Linked DNA regions of Pan troglodytes: region 2 is linked to region 1. The links are chromatin contacts, called in public HiChIP or PLAC-seq maps. All regions are on one chromosome and are shown on one strand. Each heading gives the region's core, a stretch centred on a gene start, on an enhancer-like site or on the middle of the called end of the contact. The rest is flanking DNA. Distances are from core to core; before and after follow the strand shown.

Region 1 (3,485 bases), core at 303-2,802:
CCCCACACTGAAGAGTATTAAAATGAACAATGGCAGAGACTCGAAGCACACAATGTTGAATGCACCTAATCAGCCGTCCTCCTCTCCGACTAGAAATAACTTCCCTCCCATCTTAAATTAAGTAGCGTGTGTTCTGTCTCTGTCCTAGAAGATGTACTTAATGGTCATAAACTCTGTTTGCAACACTGAGACGGACTCATAATAAAAGTTCTAATCAACAATTAAATTTTGAACGTTTTAAGAAAACTTCCCGCTAATCCACACGCCAAGCTACTTTGTCGGTGGCTGAGAGGGAGAAAGATGCATCCTTATCCTTTATGGAAAGAGAAAGGGAAGGAGTGGGAGAAAAGGGAACACAAGGAGACGCAAAATAACAAAGTATTGCTTGTATAAACAAATGAAAGCCTGGTTTCAAACTTTTGAAAATTCAATGTTCCCTTAGCGAATAGCAATACATATCAAAGTATATGGCAATCATCCGTGTTCTGAAGCAGAAAAAGGTGGAGAGAAAAGGAAAACACTTTTTATTGTACTGAACTCACAAGTATTCAAAATTCATCAATCCCCTCCCATCCTCAAACTCTGGACATTATATCATTTCCAAAATAAATCGGAAACAAAACCACTGGACTAATTTTGGACTCAGCGTAGAACTTTTATGAGTCTTCCCAGTACTCTCCACCCAACAGCCCTGCTGGGCAGTCCCGAATACCCGCTATTTTGGGGGCACGCACGGGTTCGTGCTCTGAGTTCCTGGAAGGAGGCCTCGGGGAGTGACGAGAAACCCGGGGGGTCTGCAGGACTTGGACCGCCGACCGTTCCTCGCTGCCCGGGGCGAGCGGTCTGGACCGCCCGGGAAGTGCCTGCGCCGGCGGTCGTGGGGCCAGTTCCCGCGCGGCAGCGGGGCGCGACACAGGCGCGCCCTCCCCGTCCCTCCCGGGCAGCGTCGGCCGCCCGAGCCCTCAGTCTCGGAGCCAGGGGAGACCCGCCCCGCCCCGCGCCGTCACCCGGGCCCCGTTCCTCAGGGGTGGCTCGCGGCGCCCCACGTCCCTGCGAGAAGCCCGGGATCGCTTTGCGGGGCGCACCGACGAGCCGCCGCTCGCGAGCTCGCCGCCTACCTGGAGGGAGCTCAGGCCCGCGTCGACCGCGCGCTGCCGGGGTCCGCTGGACGCTCAGCAGCCCCTGGAGCGCGAAGCCGGCGTGGAGAGCACAGCGCACCACCGAGACCAGAGCCGCCGGCCACACCCAGTCCCGCACCTCCCAGCAGCCAACTCCGCGGCGCGCCGGAGCCGGGGCGGGTACGTGGCTGGAGGCGCGAGGCGCGAGGCATGAGGCGCGCGGGCCCGGCGGGGACGTGCCGGGGACGCGCAGACCCTCGGAGCGCGCGCAGCCCGGGCGGGGGGCGAAGGGAGCGGGCGCCGCGCGCAGCTTCTGCTTCCTATTTTCTCTCTCGTTTCCTGCCAGAAGGAGAAGAAAAACATTCATTCCCGGGCGGTTTCGTTTTCTTGTTGGTGTGGCGCCGGGGCACGCTGCTAAGTAGCGCCCGTCTAAGTGGCGTGGCCAGTTTCCTTTCCGGCGGTGACAGGCGCCAGTTTGCTTGTTAGCAGGATCGAAGGGCAGAGCTAGAAGACCCCAAAGGTCCCATTTAGGTTTCCCATTCCGGAATTCTAAATGTCAGAAAGTAAACTGAAGCCCAGAGTTGCACAACCTTGCGTTGCAGTCCCCGCTCTTCCATCACTAGTTATAGGACCGTGTACCGTCTCGGGCCTAAGTTTCGTCATCGCCAAAATAAAGATACTGATACCTGCCTCATAAAGGTGCTAAGCATATTAAATGAAGTGATGTTTGCACGAAGCCTGCCTCCAAATAAATGGCCAATACTTGGAAGTTATTGTTCCTATTGTCATTGATAAAACTGGAAGGCCTTCCAGATATCCCTGCCAAGTCGCTCTTCTCCGCATGAGTTAAACACCACATGCATCTCAATCGAGTTTTTTTTTTTTTCCACATGTATCTGGGTGTTTTATGTTTAAAATGTCATAAAATAAATGCATCTATCCAGTTTGCTTCCTCTGAAGTCAGTACCGCCTGGGAGCATTTTTCCTCTCCCCACCCCCATTTTTCTTCTGAGTTAATTCCAGTTTGACAGACTGTTGCTATAGCATTCCTTCTCTGACGTCAAACAATTTAAAGAAACAGCCCTGGGTAGCGAAAACTGCAGAGGAGTTCTTTGTGGAGTTTCTGTGCCGGAGAAAGGTTCGAACAATATCATCAGATAACTTTAACACCCCCTCAGCCTTCCAATCCTCCTTCTGTAGCTGCTTCCCACTATCACCTGGAATAAATCTATTAGTCCCTTGAAAGAGGTGATGCCATGATAAACACACCCTGTTTGTGACTGTGGGGAAAATGTGACCGTTTTGTATAAAAGCCAGGCCATGACAAAAATAGAAGCAGCTGTTTCTATTTTCTTTATCCACAGATAAACTGTGGATAATTTTTCCCCCAAAATTTTCATTTTTACTAATATTAGGAGCATTTTTCCATTAAGAAGAAAGAAATGCCAAATATTCTGCATATCAAAGTGTCAGAAGAGCTCGTTGGGACATGAGTGTTTTGCATCTGTAACTATTTATGTTTTAATGATTAAATCCTGAGTTTTATCATTGTCGTTTTTAGGAGGAAGCAAAGGGAAATTGTTAAAGAGTGCCTATTACGGACCATGCTCTCTGCTTTCTTATACTGTACTTAATCCTCATAATTACCTTGAAGTGTGAATTTTATCCCCATTTTACAGATAAGCAAACTGATGCCCTGGTAAGATTAATTTATGAGAGTCACGAAGGTATTGGTAGAGCCCTGCATGACATCAGATTGGATCAACTCCAAAGCCCACATTCTTTCTTTTTTTTATTTGTTTTTTTGTTTTTTTGTTTTGAGACGGAGTCACTGTGCGGTGATGTGATGTCAGCTCACTGCAACCTCCACCTCCAGGATTCAAGCGATTCTCGTGTCTCAGCCTCCCAAGTCTGGGATTACAGGCACAAGCCACCACGCCCAGCTGTTTTTTTGTATTTTTAGTAGAGACGGGGTTTCACCGTGTTGACCAGGCTGGTCTCAATCTGCTGACCTCAAGTGATCCGCCCACCTCGGCCTCCCAAAGTGCTGGAATTAACAGGCGTGAGCCACCGATCCCGGCCTCATATTCTTTCTTTAGATTCTTTTCTGCCTTGTTCCTGTGCACTAGCATTTACCAGATGTTATAAAGCTTTGAGAGCTGGTTGTTGGGTTAAGATTATTTGTTGAAAAACAAGTTGCTGGTGTTTAGGAAAACACAGTGGGAAGCAATGAGATAGTCTATTCCAGAAAAGATGAGGGGAAATATAAATGAACAGCTCCTAAACGTAAAATACAAAACCTGAAAAGATGTAACAAGAATTTGACTGTCTTTTAAAGAGTTTAAAAGAATGATATCGTCAACCTTC
Region 2 (3,377 bases), core at 844-3,343, 200 kb after region 1:
TACCTGAGACCGGGGAATTTACAAAAGAAAGTTTTATTGGACTTACAGTTCCATGTGGCTGGGGAGGCTTCACAATCATGGTGGAAGGTGAAAGGCACGTCTCAGATGGAGGCAGACAACTGGAGAGAGCTTGTGCAGGGAGACTCACGTTTGTAAAACCATCAGCTCTTGTGAGACTTATTCACTATCACAAGAACAGCACAAGAAAGACCTGCCCCCATGATTCAATTACCACCTACTGGGTCTCTCCCACAACACGTGGGAATTCAAGATGAGATTTGGGTGGGCACACAGCCCTACCATACCAGGTAGTAAGTTCTCCCTTAATCTCAGGCTTTCGGTTCTTCTCCACAGAGCCTGACTAGTTTCTTGTGTATTGCTCTAGAGACATCCTAAAGCCAAACAAGTGGGCATGCATACACATATGTATATTTTAAGGGGCTACATTAAAAATATTTACCACAGGTACAACCAACTGGAATGAAGGCCCATGGTATATAGGATGTGCCAAAATGCCTACTGCATATTATCAGCCTTGCATGTATTCCTTGCTTTTATACACTAGTTTGCTTAAATTGCTTTTATCATCTAGTAATAATTTGGAGATTGTTCCACATCAGCACATGTAGAGCAACTTCATTCTTTTCAATGGTACTGTATTTTAACCACTTTCTACAGAAGGATCTTTAGGTTTTCCCCAGACGTTTGTTACTCGAAACAGTGCTCTAACAAATATCTTTACACAGCGTTAATTTATCTGTTGCATAAATGTCTAGACAAGGAAATGCTGGGGAAAACAGTATGCGCATATAAAGTTATGACTGGTATTATTACATTTCCTTCCAAAGAGGTTTATCGTTTTTATCCCCACCAACAATGTAATGAGGGTCTACTTCCCAAACCCATGCTAACTCAATATATCTTTACCAGCCCAAAGGATGAAAAACAGTGTCTCACTGATTTAATTTGCATTTAATCTAAGATTAAATTTTAAGTTTTGTAAAACCAAGTTTATCTCTGTAATTGGAGAAAACATCATCCATTAACGTGAAAGGTAATAAGCTGATGAGACTAAATTCAAAGCAAAAGCTCGCTAAGAGGATCTGCCCAATGAGGAAGATGACAGTAGTGTCTGATTTTTTGCTCAGTGCCACCTCCTCCTTTTCCAACAGATAGCATTTGGGAGTGCTGAGTTATAAGAAAGTGTGGTGCGCTCGAGGCTTGCTTGAGGGTATGGAAATCTTGAGATAGGTCTGGAGAACCAGGGAGAGTTAAAAGAGAAAAAAAGTAAGAAAAAAAAAAAAAAGAACTTAAGGACTATCTGATCTGGGAGAGGCTTACAAAAATTAGCGTTTTGGTTCACTATTTCTCGCTATTTCTGCGTTTCATTAACTGGCAGGGATCACTGGATACTCTGCCATGAATACATATGTTGGGTGTAGTTAGAGAACCTCAATGTCATTGAACCCGTCTTGTGGGTTTTTTGGAGAGAATGAGAGTATGCTGGGAGACATGCTCTGCTTGCAAATGATCAACCCCCCAGCCCAACCCCATTCATCATTTATTTTGAGGAACTGATGATCAAGACAGGAATATGTATGCCTGCCTACAAAATCCTCAAATCAGGCCACTGAATGTTCGACATGAGAACTTTGAATCACATAGAAGATACTCCAAAGGCAGAGAAAAATAGAAAGCCTTCCGACGCCCTGAAAAAATCTTGACCATCCCTGACTTCCCCCAATATGTAAGAAAACCTGTATTATTATTACACACACACTCCCACACACACCCCGCCCCCCGCCCCACACACACCCTCTATCCTCACTCGATCTTATTCTATTCGCTCTATTTTTGAGCCTTGGATGTTAAAGTAAGGAACGAAGCTTAGTGGGGAAGCACTGAAGTGCATGGCGCAAATTTAGATTTAAGCCTCACGTTAGATTTCAGATTTGCACATCGAGTCCCGCCCCTATCCAATCCGGGGACGTCACCGCCCTAGTCTTCGGCTGTTTTAAAAGCAAGCGGTTTTTAAAACCCCCAATCCTGCTCTTTGTGTTGGCCTCCTCGGAGTTGCCCCTCTGCAAGCCAACAATTCGGGATAGAAAACACCTCCGTGGTGTTTTCCCGAGGCTCTCCCGCGCCGCGTTCGGCCGCCAGCCCGCTCGAGCTCCCGCGCCGACGCCTCAGGGGTTCGCCCTCCGCCCCCCGCCGCCGCGCCCGGCCCGCGCGCAGGGCCCCTCTCCAGCGCCCCCTCCCCGGCGCGCTGCGGCTGGCGCTCCCCAGCCCCGCCTGACGCTGCAGCTGGGCCGGAGACTCGCCATTGGATTAAAAATAGCGTCGCCAGTCCTCCCCGAGCCCGCGGTGCCCGCTCCCGCCCCGCGGCCCGCTCTCCCCGCCCGCCCCGGCTCGGCCGGCTGCCGTTGCCCGCGCAGCCCGCCCGTCAGCCCGCTCGCTGGCGCCGCCGCCGCCGGCAGACCCCGCGCTCCGGCTCCGGCTCGGCTCGCTCGGCTCCGGTGCGCGCCGAGGCCATGCAGCGCCGGGGCGCCCTGTTCGGCATGCCGGGCGGCAGCGGAGGCAGGAAGATGGCTGCAGGAGACATCGGCGAGCTGCTAGTGCCCCACATGCCCACGATCCGCGTGCCCAGGTCCGGCGACAGGGTCTACAAGAACGAGTGCGCCTTCTCCTACGACTCTCCCGTAAGTGAGGCGCCTCGGGGGAGGGTCGCGGGGCCGGCGGCCTGCGGCACGTGAAGCCGGGGGAGAAGATGCGCAGTGGCGGCCGGGGACCTCTTCTCTTCCTCCGGGCGGCGGAGTTGGCTCAGGAGCACTGCAGTTCGGCAGACACTTAGTGAGCGCCCCAGGGCTGCTGCAGCCGAGGACTGGCTCGTGCTGGTGGTTTTGCTCCGCCAGCCTCCCCAGGCTGGAAGGGCCCGATTCCCAGCAGCTTGCACACAGCCCCGCCGCCGTTTAAAGATAGATGAAATACAAGAGTTCCCTCTTCCGAACTGCACGTTGCAGATCGTTTGCGTCCTCCGCGGGGCAGAGCGCAGGGCGGGTAGGTGGACGGGATGATCCCCCCACACCCCGGGACACACAGCCCTTCTTTTTCTGGGACCACTTGCTTTGCTCAGGGATCCCCACTCCTGGACAATTCTGATTTGCTCTCTGAGCTTTTCTTCCACCAGTTCCCATTTCACCCCACTCCTTTTCTTGTCTTTAGAATGTCAGGGCCAGGAGCGGTGGCTCACGTCTGAAATCAAAGCACTTTTTAAGAGGCGGAGGCGGGCGGATCGTTTGAGGTCAGGAGTTCGAGACCAGCCTGGCTAATATGGCGAAACCCCATCTCTACTAAAAAAACCCCAAAAATTAGCCGGG

Evidence for each region. HiChIP or PLAC-seq counts read pairs in DNA pulled down with a chosen protein or histone mark.
Region 2: a contact with region 1 is called in an H3K4me3 HiChIP or PLAC-seq map of stem cell-derived excitatory neurons, with 2.9 times the contacts expected there. The contact joins the promoter of USP13 here to the promoter of GNB4 in region 1. A contact is called at or near these places in 1 of 7 Hi-C or Micro-C datasets (induced pluripotent stem cells) and 1 of 1 datasets of contacts at active chromatin or transcription factors (stem cell-derived excitatory neurons).

Annotation. Positions count from the first base shown.
Region 1 is chr2:182,627,796-182,631,280 of NHGRI_mPanTro3-v2.0_pri, forward strand. It overlaps GNB4 (G protein subunit beta 4), which reads right to left and starts at 1,553. Exons shown (of 10, transcript XM_001168001.7): 1 at 1,119-1,553.
Region 2 is chr2:182,828,299-182,831,675 of NHGRI_mPanTro3-v2.0_pri, forward strand. USP13 (ubiquitin specific peptidase 13) reads left to right here and starts at 2,094. Exons shown (of 21, transcript XM_003310124.7): 1 at 2,094-2,699. The coding sequence starts at 2,532.